Regions from separate parts of the Sus scrofa genome. Here region 1 is linked to region 2. The links are chromatin contacts, called in public Hi-C maps. All regions are on one chromosome and are shown on one strand. Each heading gives the region's core, a stretch centred on a gene start, on an enhancer-like site or on the middle of the called end of the contact. The rest is flanking DNA. Distances are from core to core; before and after follow the strand shown. Region 1 holds the start of LRP2BP (LRP2 binding protein). Region 2 holds the start of SLC25A4 (ADP/ATP translocase 1).

Evidence for each region. A called contact is a pair of places that touch in the nucleus more often than the background predicts.
Region 1: a contact with region 2 is called in a Hi-C map of skeletal muscle, with 2.8 times the contacts expected there. The contact joins the promoter of LRP2BP here to the promoter of SLC25A4 in region 2. A contact is called at or near these places in 1 of 5 promoter capture datasets (fetal liver) and 1 of 47 Hi-C or Micro-C datasets (skeletal muscle).

The regions. Positions count from the first base shown.
Region 1 is chr15:46,442,855-46,449,119 of Sscrofa11.1, forward strand. LRP2BP (LRP2 binding protein) reads right to left here and starts at 2,802. Exons shown (of 11, transcript NM_001243566.2): 1 at 2,736-2,802; 2 at 2,718-2,733. The coding sequence starts at 2,749. ANKRD37 (ankyrin repeat domain-containing protein 37) reads left to right here and starts at 2,935. Exons shown (of 5, transcript XR_002339222.1): 1 at 2,935-3,281; 2 at 3,413-3,565; 3 at 4,413-4,504; 4 at 5,329-5,532; 5 at 5,774-6,265. It overlaps UFSP2 (ufm1-specific protease 2), which reads right to left. Exons shown (of 11, transcript XR_002339221.1): 11 at 6,064-6,230.
Region 2 is chr15:46,191,281-46,197,685 of Sscrofa11.1, forward strand. SLC25A4 (ADP/ATP translocase 1) reads left to right here and starts at 2,218. Exons shown (of 4, transcript XM_003133345.4): 1 at 2,218-2,680; 2 at 3,946-4,432; 3 at 4,962-5,102; 4 at 6,199-6,405. The coding sequence starts at 2,570. The coding sequence ends at 6,356.

The sequences.
Region 1 (6,265 bases), core at 1,552-4,051, 250 kb after region 2:
CCTTAACCCACTTAGCGAGGCCAGGGATCTAACCTGCAACTTCATGGATGTGACTTGGCTTCATTTTCATTGTGCCATAAAGGGAACTTTTTGCTGCTCCCAAAGGGAACTCCTCTTCTGCTTTAATCTTAGTATCTTTGAATCTACCCAATGATGACCACAATTCTTTAAAATATAGATATATAAGACTGTGGGCTCTGGAGTCAAACTGGCTGAGTTCCAGCTCCATCTCTTAATGATATGATCTTAGATAAGTTATTGAAACTCTTAAGTCTCAGTTTGCTTTCCTGTAAGACAACCTGATAATATGTATCTGTATTAATCTTGGGACACAGTTAAGTGCCCAGTTAATGCCAATTTAATGTACTTAAATTATATTAATATAATAATAAATTGGAATAGACATTAGTGGTCATTTAATATAATTTTTCATTTGTAAGTCTTTATTTCACATCACTGCTGTTCGTGTAACCATACTGCAACCAGACTGAACTACACATAGTTTTCTTAACATTGTTAAGATATTTTACATATATAAATCCTCTTCCCTCCTGGACTACCTAGGAAAGCGCTTCCCTTTCAAGACTCATTTGGTCACTTAGCCATCACCCAACATTTTTCTTTTTAAAACATTCCCTCTAAAATGGTATATTCCTTCTGGAAACACATCTATCAGCAAATTAAGCATAAGCAGAATTATCAATTCTTAGAAGAGTGCCTGTTGAATATGCATCTTAGACCATCTTCCACTCTAGAAAATTGATCCTACCGGCTACATGTTTAGTAAAAAACTCCAGTTACTTGCCAGTAAGATATTGTCCCCCAAATGTATTTATTCTGTATATTTTTTGTACTCTACCAGCTTTGTTTAGTTTCTAGAAAGCTTTTAGGCCCATTTCTAAGAGTAAACCAGATACTTAGCTGACATATAAAGAATGTTTTTGAAACATTATGAGCAATGGACAGGTGTGCAGTGATTAAAGGGGCAAAAGCTTTAACAACTACTCACAAAATTCTCTTTCCTCGTGAAAATTACATACGTAATAGGCAGCTAACAATAGTTACAAGATTCAATGCATGCTGAACAGAATCTTGTTTTCAAGAAAAAGGATGCAATATGGATGTGTAGCATCACACAAATATCCCATTGCATATGTTAACTGCAATACCTATGTCCAGAACTCTAGGAACGCTCTCATAATAATTCTATTAGTTAGGAATTCCTGATAATGAACATCTGTGTAAACCTGAAGCTTAATATATGCTTTGAAAAATAGTGCTTATCGAATTGAAAAACACGAGAAAAGGAAAATTGGCAACATGGACAGGTATTCTCATATATCTCTCACATTCTTTAAATATAAACAAGGTATTGTGACTAGTTTAAACATAAAAAACAGAACACAAGCATGATTCTATAATATGTTTGAACACAAATATACATGTTTATGTTCAAGTATGCGTATAAATGTTTAAAACTACCCCTTGGAAACAAAAGAGCAAAGAGCAATTTGCTCACCATCCAAGTCTTCAAGATTAACCTGCTGCAGCCATGGGCCAACAGTGCAATTGATGCCTCAGAGAGATTAAGATGATGCCATGATGGGCACTCTGCTTCAGACAGAGGAAATTAAAGGTGATAAAGGGATGCTCTGTGCTTTGGACAAACAAGCCTTCAGGCAGTTAGACACATTTCACCAAGAATTTTAACAAACTCTGCTTTTGCACCTTCCCATGCATAGAAAAACACTACAATCATTAAGCTGAGCTATTTGTTCTCTGTGACTAGCAGTGATCTTTTACCAAGATACATGTTAACTGCATGGATTTCCTAACAAAAAAAATCACATGTAAACTAGTCTCCTAACCACCTCTTAGGAACAGTTCCTCAGAGCTATTTGAAGGCTGTCTCCGGGGCTAGAGTCCTCAGTAAAGTCTTGAATAAAAAACTGAACCCACAACTCCCACGTTGTGCATTTTTCTCAGTCGACACCTTGGACCAGTGCATAGTTCAGTACTATGAATTACTACCAAATTACTTTATGGCTCTTACAAAATATACAATAAACTATAACCAACAATTGGAACTAAAAGGACACCGATCTCAGAGAACAAGCTTGTCCTCTAAAAGTATAGCAATAAATTATTTTTCACTCCTGCTTTCAAAGATGTCAGTAGATAGAAGGAGATCACTGAAGATGTTAGGGAAAATAAATATATGGCTGCAGCTGTAGCTTTTAGCAGGATTAATCTGGGGAAAAAAAAGTGCTGAGGAAAGAGTTCAGAGATTAGATGTGCGAGTCACTGGCTACAGTCTGAAGTGAGGAAGTCTTTTTCTAAAGTTTTACAAAAAGGAATGACTCCAGCTAAACAGTATAAAGAGCTCCAGGAGAGCCTTTCCCCCAACCCAGCTTTCCCCCAGAGCAGCCAAGAGGCAGTCGCCCCTCCACCTACCCCCAAACCCCCAGATCCCGCTTTCTTCCCCAAGTGTCCAGGGCCCAGGGGACAGAGCGAAGCCTCGGGCAACTCTGAACGTGCAGCTAAAGAATTGGAGGCTGCGGCCAAGGCGTCAGCCCCACGCGTGGTAGCTTCCAAAGGTGGTATTGCCACGGAGCGCCTCGTAGCTCCCTCGTTTCCTGGTTACGTGCGTGCCAGCAGAAACCAAAACCTCCGCCCGCGACTCCCGTTTCCCCAAAAGCACTAGAGCTGGGAACTACCGCGTCCGACGTGGGGACTCCGCACGCCTCATGGCGGGCGCTGCATTCCAGCCGCGCAGACTGCCGTCGCTCACCGCGCACGCGCACCGGGACTCCGGGGGAGCGGCCCAGGGCCCCGCCTCAGGGTGGGCGGACCTAACAGCTCCACCGCTGGCCAATCGTCTGGCGGATCCGCGCTGCCTCCGCCTCCTTCCTCCCCGCCAGCCTCTCTGGCTTCCCGGTTGCACGTGCCAGTGTTTTGTGTACGTGCGGCTGCAGCTGGGCGGAGAAAGGCCCGGAAGCCAAGGGTTGGGCAGCTAGGGCTCAACCAGAGTTGGGGCGCGGCGGGGAGGGGCTGGCCCGCTGGCCCTGGCGATCTTTAAATTCTCCTGCTCTTAGGCAGCTTGTGCACTCTTACCTGTTTGCAACGAGTGCCCCACCGTTTTGCTCTCCCAAGGACTCCAGTCCACTACTTTAGGCGGGAAATGCAGTTGCTTGATAGCAACCCAGAGGTGAGACTCAGGCCGCTTTTGTCCTGCAGGTTTAAGCTTCCGGAGGTCTGACTTCTTGGGAGCGCTAGCTAAGGTAATGGTGGATCAATGGACCCTGTGTCTTCAGAGCTGGAAAATTTTTGCAGGGGGGAGGATGTTCAATTTTGGGAGGGCGTGAGCCTGGACAAAGGCAAGAATGGTGCTGGAGCTGTTCTCTTCTCGCAGGTAGATATTCTGAAGCAACTGCTAGAGACGGGGGCCTCCGTCAACGCACCTCCGGATCCCTGTGAGCAGTCGCCTGTCCACCTGGCTGCAGGTGGCGGCCTTTCTTGCTTTCTTCTTTGGCAACTGCAGACTGGCGCTGACCTCAACCAACAGGTAACTAGGTAACTGATTGTTGTGTGCAACCCTCCCCTCCACCCCAAATCCCCTCAAACAATTCTTAGGCACCAGGATATTTAGTGGTTTCACTTTCATGAACTTGACCGTCTCAGCGATGTCCAATAGAAATAAGTGAGACACATAGGTAACTTAAAATTTTCTAGTCGCCATATTAATGAAGTAAAACGAAACTTGTAATTAGTCTTAGTAATTTAACCTAATTAATCCAAAATATCATTCTAATATGTAATCAATATAAAACATTACTGTTAAGTATTTTACATTTTCTTTTGATGTGTCTTCTCAATCCGGTGTGTATTTTACATTTATAGCACATTTCAATTCAGACTAGCCACATTTCAGGTGCTCATTAGCCATATGTTGGGCTGCTGGTTAATATACCGGACAGCATTTCGAAGGTCTACGATTCATTTCCAAAGGAACAATTGCTCCATTACCAAATGAAGTCTCAGGGTAGCTACTGACATACTTGTGACTCATGCTCATAAACAATATAATTTCTTACAGAACTGAAGGTAGTTTGCATCTTCCACTGAATATTAAAGCATGGTGAATTTTAAATTGTAATTTTTACTTTTATAGATTTCGATTTCGCTGTTATTCACTTAAAATTTAATGAATGTAGCTGTGGCTGCACATGTTTTTATTAATGACAACTCTATTTATTAGGGTACCAAGTGAACTTTATTTAAAAAAAAAATTAAAAAATTCAGTCCAGAACAATACAGTTCTAACTGGCTTCCTCAAACAATAGACTTTACCCAGCAACTTCCACAAGCAAGCGTTTTGGGGAGAGACTAAAATGTGCTGTCTTATTTGTAAGGATGTTTTTGGAGAAGCTCCACTACACAAGGCAGCAAAAGTTGGAAGCATGGAGTGCCTCAGCCTGCTTGTAGCCAGTGATGCTCAAATTGAGTAAGTATGAAATCAGTGGCTTCAAATTTTATATTTTCTTGGATTATACTAATCAGATCCCTGCAGTTTAATGACACGATGCTTGCCTAATTGATAATTTAGTATTATCATTTAAATGTCACCTTAGGCTATTAATGATATCTAATACTAGTTAATTTGAATAAATAAAGAATGGATCCTAAGCAATCATAGACGTAATTCTGTTCATGTTTTGTCAGTATTATATTTTAGTTCTGGTTTAGAAAACCCATGCTACAGGAGTTCCTGTCATGGCGCAGTGGTTAATGAATCCGACTAGGAACCATGAGGTTGCGGGTTCGGTCCCTGACCTTGCTCAGTGGGTTAACGATCCGGCGTTGCCGTGAGCTGTGGTGTAGGTTGCAGACGCGGCTCGGATCCCGTGTTGCTGTGGCTCTGAAGTAGGCCGGTGGCTACAGCTCTGATTCAATCCCTAGCCTGGGAACCTCCATATGCCGCGGGAGCTGCCCAAGAAATAGCAAAAAGACAAAAAAGAAAAAAAAAAAAAAAAAAAAAGAAAACCCATGCTACAGAAGTTCGCATTGACTTCCACTGTGTACTTAATCACTGAACTGAAAACAGAATAGTTAACTTTCATTCATTCAAAAGTGAAATGCCCACTCTGTGCTGTACTCTCTGCTAGCCACTGAGGATATAATAGCAAAAATAGAATTCCTCTATGCTTCCTTTGCTTCTGTTCTGCAACCAACATTTGTATCAGCAAAAAGCACCTCTGTTAGGAAGATATTAAAAAAGTCTAACCAATTCCAGTTTTTTACTTAACTCATATTTTGCCTCAAATTCAGTTTATGTAATAAGAATGGGCAAACAGCTGAAGATCTTGCGTGGTCATGTGGATTTCCAGAATGTGCCAAGTTTCTTACAACAATTAAATGTATGCAGACAATAAAGTCAAGTGAACAATCAAATATAGGTCATTGTGTTCCAGCGCTCAGACAGAAACGAAATTTTGAAAGTGAAGAAAATACAAATGGGAAAAGGAAGTGTTGGTAAGTAACTCATAGTTTTCTTTTCTTCCTCCCTCAAGGATTTATTTAGCACAGAATTTGTTTTACGTAAATATTGGCGGTCTTATTTCTAATATATCTTTTCATTCTCATTAATACATTTTAACACTGGTCGTAGTAACTACTACTAGATTCTAAAGACCAAAAATTGTCCTGCATGGTGGAAAGTTGGGGAAGAAACCTTTAAAAAAAAGTTTGTAATGTTAATATTTTTTAACAACAGATGTTGTATTGGTTATGAAGAGGTATGGAGAAAGTCTTCATGAAGGTCTACCGCCCAGCTATAAACCATGGCTTTTGGTTCATCAAGTGTGTCTCAATTTCTTCTAAGAAGGAGGAAAACTTTCTTCTAAGTGAAGATAACATTCAAGAATACATGTATTTACATGCCTATAATGTTCTGGTTGTGCATGCTTTGTCTTTTAATTTATTAAAGGAATGTCTAAAGAAAAAACTCTTTGTGCAATACAACCTTTGGAAAAAAGAATAGAAACCTTCAAACTACACCCAGGATTTAATCTGAAATTAAATTTATTCTTTATTAACAAATTGATAAAGTGCAACTTTACTACAATCTTTGAGTCCAAGATATTTTAAATAATATTTGGTCGCTGAGGAAGACATAAATTATAGTAAGCATCCTTGTTCCAAAAATCTGGGCCCTTCCATCCACACCAGCCCTAGATATGGGAGAAAGAAAACCTTTTACAAAGTG
Region 2 (6,405 bases), core at 968-3,467:
TTATTTTTGGCTGCACCCTTGGCGTGTGGAAGTTCCTGGGCCAGGGATGGAACCTGCACCATAGCAGTGACCACACCAGGTTCTTAACCCACTGAGCCACCAGGGAACTCCTTTTGTAGCTTATTGTATACCTAACAGTTTGTACCTCTAAATCCCTTCCCCTCTGTTGCCCCCTCCCCCCTGACTGGTAATCACTAGTTTGTCTTCTATATCTGTGAGTCTGTTTCTTTTTCTGTTACATTCACTAGATTGTTGTATTTTTTAGATTCCACTTATAAGTGATATCATACAGTTCTTCCAAAGAACAATCTCTCAATCTGTAGTGGGAACAAAAACACCTTAAAGATGTTCAATCTATGTATTCCATTTTGGGAATACATGAGAAGGGAAAAACTTAAGGGGAAAACGAAATTTATGCAGAAGTATCTATATAGCAGCATTACTTTCCATAATAAAAATAAGGTACATCTCTATTGCACAATTCAGAAGAAAATGGTTTAGGCACCTGCTCTACATTAACAGGAGAGAATTCAGCACACTACCATAATTTAAAATAACTAATATGTGGGAGTTCCCTGGTAGTTTAGCGGGTTACAGATCTGGTGTTGTCATTACAGTGGCTCAGGTCGCTGCTGTGGCATGGATTTGATCCCTGGTCCAGGAACTTCCACATGCCCACTGCCTGCGCCCACCAAAAATAAAAAATAAGTAAAACGACTAATACGTGGATTGTGTCTCAGGGAACTCTATATATGAAGCCATAATAAAACTGAACAAGTGACAAATATGTCCTCAGCTGCCATGGGCATATTTGGGGGGTTCTTGGAGACTGAGCCATATCTTACTTATATTGAATCCACAGAGACAAACTTAGTTCCAGGTACTCAGTAAGTACAGAAGTGTTTGTTGAGTGAATGCATAAATGGCTTTTGTGTTTATGCTGAATTCTTGACCTTCTGCCTGCTCTGACCTTGGTAAATTTGCACTTCGATAAGCTTTCATACAGTTCACTGGATTTCTGAACTCTAGCCTGCTCCAATCTCGGATAAACGCATACCCTCTGTGGTCCTGGCACCCAACAAGTGACCTCTGTTCTACTGGAGCCTCTAGACCCAGGGTGACACAGAGGGGCAGCTCGCTCAATACCAACACTATGTCTGTCTGCACTCAGCAGTAAGCTTGTGAAAAAATGAATAAACTTTGTCCAGTGTACAAAGGAACACTGATAAACTTAGCAAGAGAACTGAGAAGTGTAAAGAGTTTAGATCATTCTAGGGAAAGGAACAGATGCATTTGAAAACCTGTATGATTATATTACCTGTCTAAAAAAAATGAGTTAAGGAAAAATCAAAGCTCATAGTAATATGGTTGAAAAAACAAATTGCCATCAATTCCTAGGACTAGATAGTATATATCTCCCCAACCCAAGGTCTCTATTAAAAAGAGACAAGTACAGCTAAGGCTTCGACTTTCTCTTACTTAACATCCTGGTCACCCAGCTATTCCAATGGAAAGGGAACTGCACTGACCCTCTAGAAGCCGCCAGCTGCCTGAGAACATTCTGCCCAGAACATGTGCTGAGATTCCATTGAGAGCAGAGCGGAACATTAAGCCCTTAAGGGATTTACAAAAAGGAAAAAAAAAAAAAAAAAAAGGAAGGAAGAAAGAAAGAAAGAAAAAGTGTTCTATAAATTCCTGTTCTCAGTGTTATCAGGGGCTGTGTGTCACGGGGTGACAGCCTGACCTGAGAGTAAAGCAACATACAACTTGCTAAAACAGGTATTCACCTAGCGGCCCCTTGTATTTGGGCTGTCCTGGTGCCACTGGGTGCTGGGCACAGAAACATTTGATAGCAGAATGAATGACTGAAAGATTGAATGAAGAGAAGAGGGATTCAGCAGTTCGCCAGATTATATGAAGCAATCACGGCATCAAGTAAATTTAGTGTATTTATTCTGGCGGATCTTAATTTATCTGTGAGAGCGCACAACTCGGAAGAGGACCACATCCAGGCAGGGAGTTCTGGTGAAGGACACCGTTGCAAGGAAGAAGAAAAAATAACGTGAAATGCCTTGGCCAGTAGCGGGTCGCGTGCAGGCCGGAGGTTAAGGCGAGCCCGGCTGGAGGCCGCGGGTCCCGTGTCCGTGCCCAGGTCCGGCCCGGCCTAAGCCTCCTTGTGCTATAAATACAGCTGCCCACATGCTGCAGAGACACGGTGTTCCCTCTCGTCGCGGGACAGATAACATGAATTTGCCCTTTAAACGTCCCAGGTGGAGGCACAGCCCCCGGCCCACCCCTGCCTCCCGGAAGCGCCTTCGCCCCCGTTGCCCTCTGGAGAGGTGGGGGCGCCGGGGGGTCCGAGCACCTGCCCAGCCAATGCGCGGGGCGCGCACGGCCCCGGGGCCCTCCTCCTCTCGCGAGAGGCTGGGCGGGGCATATAAGGCGGGTTGCAGGGCGAGACAAGCGGCCCCTTCGCGTTGCGCAGGGACTGAGCAGGGGTGGCCGTGTCAGGCCGGGCAGAGAAAGCGAGAGCGCGGCTCCCGGAGGCGGTGTGCGCCCGGCTGTCACCATGAGTGATCAGGCTTGGAGCTTTCTGAAGGACTTCTTGGCTGGCGGCGTCGCCGCTGCCATCTCCAAGACCGCGGTCGCCCCCATCGAGAGGGTCAAACTGCTGCTGCAGGTGAGGACAGCGCGGGTGCGGCGAGGGGAGCGCGGGGCCGGACGCGCGGGGCCCAGGAGAGCCGTGGGGCGAGAGGGAGCAGGGCGCTGGGCTGCCGAAGAGCCGCGCTAGGCCCGGGCCCAGCGCACGGCCTGCGCGAAGGGGAAGGTGCCCTCTGCGCAGAGACGGGTCCAGCGTCAGTAGCGGATTCTTGGTGTCGGGTGGCGCCCCGCGCGCGGGTGTCTATATATGGAAACCCACCCCAAGTAGGTTGCAGCCAGCCAGATCCTGCTCCGGGGACAGCGCGGGCATAACTCTTAGGCCTCTTGGGTCAGACTCCTTTCTTGTCAATGTCCCTTGCACCCTCTTACCTGCATCCACCTTTTACAATAAAGACATTAAAATAATTATTACTCAAGGTTATCACGGTGTCCCGATCGCTGTACTCTAGACTGACATAACCTATTACGTTATTCATCTTTGTATGACCTCTGCAAGACAGGTGTTATTTCCCCCATTTTACACATGAAGAAACAGGTTTTGAGAGACTAAGAAAGAGTTTTCATCAACTTGGATCGACTTATCCTTTTCCCACATCTTTTCCTCTCCAGCCTGGTGTCTAAATGGCTTGTGCTCATCATCTCTTTTTTTTTTTTTCCTCCTCCACTTGCCCAAAAGGCAAGGGACCCTCAATGAGGAATTAGGCCTCCTCAGTTGGGAAGTCAGAATGATCACTAACAAGAAAACCCCCACAAATTGCCCAGCGAAACAACTCCTCAGTAATTAATTACTTGGATAATCTCCTTGAAAATTTCAGGCTGTAATACCTAGCAGATTCTTTCTACTTATGTTGGAGATCCTTCTACTCAGAGATCTTGGTTTCTAGGGAGACTAGAGACAGACTGAAGAATGGCCATCTCCTGCCCATCACGTCTATTAAGTCAGAGCAGGTGTCCTTTGGTGCAAGGATCTTTAATCATTTTTGTCCCCCAGTAAGCCCCTAGTTTAGTTCTGGCACCTAGGGTAAATGCAACAAATAAATGACTCCCTTTACACAATTAAAGCATCTCTTCCACTTATTTGGACTAGAACCTTTTCTCTCAAATGCCCAGATAATTAAGGCAAAATTGGATTTGGGGGGCTTATTATCCAAGTAGCTATTTGCTCATCATTCATTAGATTTTCCCCATGCTTTTTAAAACAGGGAAATCAAGGAAGTACAGACCTTATTCTCCTGTGCTCTTTCCTCCTCTCTGCCCTGCCTGTCCTCCCGCTCCTCCCCACAGGTCCAGCATGCCAGCAAACAGATCAGTGCTGAGAAGCAGTACAAAGGGATCATTGATTGCGTGGTGAGAATCCCCAAGGAGCAGGGCTTTCTCTCCTTCTGGAGGGGAAACCTGGCCAACGTGATCCGTTACTTTCCCACCCAAGCTCTCAACTTCGCCTTCAAGGACAAGTACAAGCAGATCTTCCTGGGGGGCGTGGACCGGCATAAGCAGTTCTGGCGCTACTTTGCTGGTAACCTGGCTTCCGGTGGGGCAGCTGGGGCCACCTCCCTCTGCTTTGTCTACCCGCTGGACTTTGCTAGGACCAGGCTGGCTGCCGATGTGGGCAAGGGTGCCGCCCAGCGTGAGTTCACTGGCCTGGGCAACTGTCTCGCCAAGATCTTCAAGTCCGATGGCCTGCGGGGTCTCTACCAGGGTTTCAACGTCTCTGTCCAGGGCATCATTATCTACAGAGCCGCCTACTTTGGAGTCTATGATACTGCCAAGGGTGAGAGAAGGGCAACGGGGTGCAGAGAAGGGAGGAGGGGTGTGTATGCACAGGGGATCCTGAAGGATCTCTGGCTCATAGACTTTATGTTGGTTAATCTCCTTTTCCCCTAGTCCCTGGGCTAAACTGAGGCTTCTCAGTGAGGAGGTGGTGAGGCGTGGATGCATCGCTAGGGGTTCTCCTTGCCCTCTACTGAAGTCAGCTCTGGCCTTGAGTTACTCAGAAAGGACAAAGGGGGGGGGGGTCAGCTCCCTCTATCGGTCACCGAATTGAACTCGGAGCCACTTCTTCACGCCCTGTGCACTGGGCACAGCTCTGGCTTCTCAGATCCAGAGATGGTGCCACCAGCTTTTGTTGGCTGCCTGGTTACTCTGGAGGCACTCATCACACATCAAGGGGCAGTCCTCTCTGGAAGGCTGGGGCATGGAGTTGGAGGTTCCGTGGACTTTCCTCCATCCCCACCTGCTTTTTGCTCAGCTTCTCAAAGGAATCACGTCATAGCCATTTGGCCTCTTGGCTCTGCCCACAGGGATGCTGCCCGACCCCAAGAATGTGCACATTATCGTAAGCTGGATGATTGCCCAGACCGTGACGGCGGTGGCAGGGCTGGTGTCCTACCCCTTTGACACTGTCCGCCGTAGGATGATGATGCAGTCTGGCCGGAAAGGGGGTAAGCTTGAGACCTAGCTAAATCTTGTTTTTCTGCTCAAGAAGAACACTAGTCAGTGCTCTTTGGAGCGCTCATTATTCTAAGTTGTTAAAATTATGTGAGCTTAGAATGATTATAATTATAATGACTCCTCCCTAACATTCTCAGCTATTCCTTTAGAGAAAAGTTTTTATTTTTTAAATCAAAGAAATGATAAGAACACCAAAAATGGGATATTTAGAAGTGAATTTGGAGTTCCAGTCATGGCTCAGCGGTAATGAACCCAGTTAGTATCCATGAGAATGCGGGTTCGATCCCTGGCCTTGCCCAGTGGGTTAAGGATCCATCATTGCTGTGGCTGTGGTGTAGGCCGGCAGCTGCAGCTCTGATTTGACCCCTAGCCTGGGAACTTACATATGCTGCTGGTATGGCCCTAAAAAGAAAACAAGAAAAAAAAGTGAATTTAACTAGATATCTAGCATCATTGAGGCCTTAAGCCCTTTTCCCTTGGAGTCTGGTTGCAGAAACAAGGGGAAAGAATTGAAGTAATCAGCTCATTTATTTAAAACTACTTATCTGTTATTACAAGTATTTGGGGGGAGGGTGATTTAGATGGGGGAGGAGATGGCCTGAAGGTCTGTTGGAGTAGAATTAGTTTTGGCTTCCATAGGTTGAAACAAATGAAATTGCCACTTTTAAAATAAAAAATAACTAAGTGTTTCATGTGGTGCAACTTAATAATTGCATCTCTTTTAACTGTGTTTTAACTTGGGCAGTGTAATCTGAGATTAGGCTTCAATTTTCTCATCTATAACAAAGGGGACCACCCAGCTTAATGCCTCCCCTCCAGCCTCCTCTCTTCCTGTGAGGCATCTGTGAATTAGTTGGTTCATCACCCCAATTCTTCTCTTGATCTTGAGTTGAAGTAGGAATGACAAGAGAGCCTGCCCAGCAGTTATGCAAGGGAAGGGGGTGTCCAGCTGAAGGTACATGATGCTGGGTCTAAGGCTCAGTGTGACCTTCCTTTTATCACACTGGTAACACTGTGCAGGTGTCCTTTGGAGGAAAAGTCTCTCCTCCAGAATTATGGAACCCTTACCAACCTTTGTTTCCACAGCGGATATTATGTACACTGGGACAGTGGACTGCTGGAGGAAGATAGCAAAAGATGAAGGACCCAAGGCTTTCTTCAAAGGTGCCTGGTCAAACGTATTGAGAGGCATGGGCGGTGCTTTTGTATTGGTATTGTATGATGAGATCAAAAAGTATGTCTAATGTAATTAAAACTCAAGTTCCTTGGTTCCAGATCCATTGTGTGGTTTAA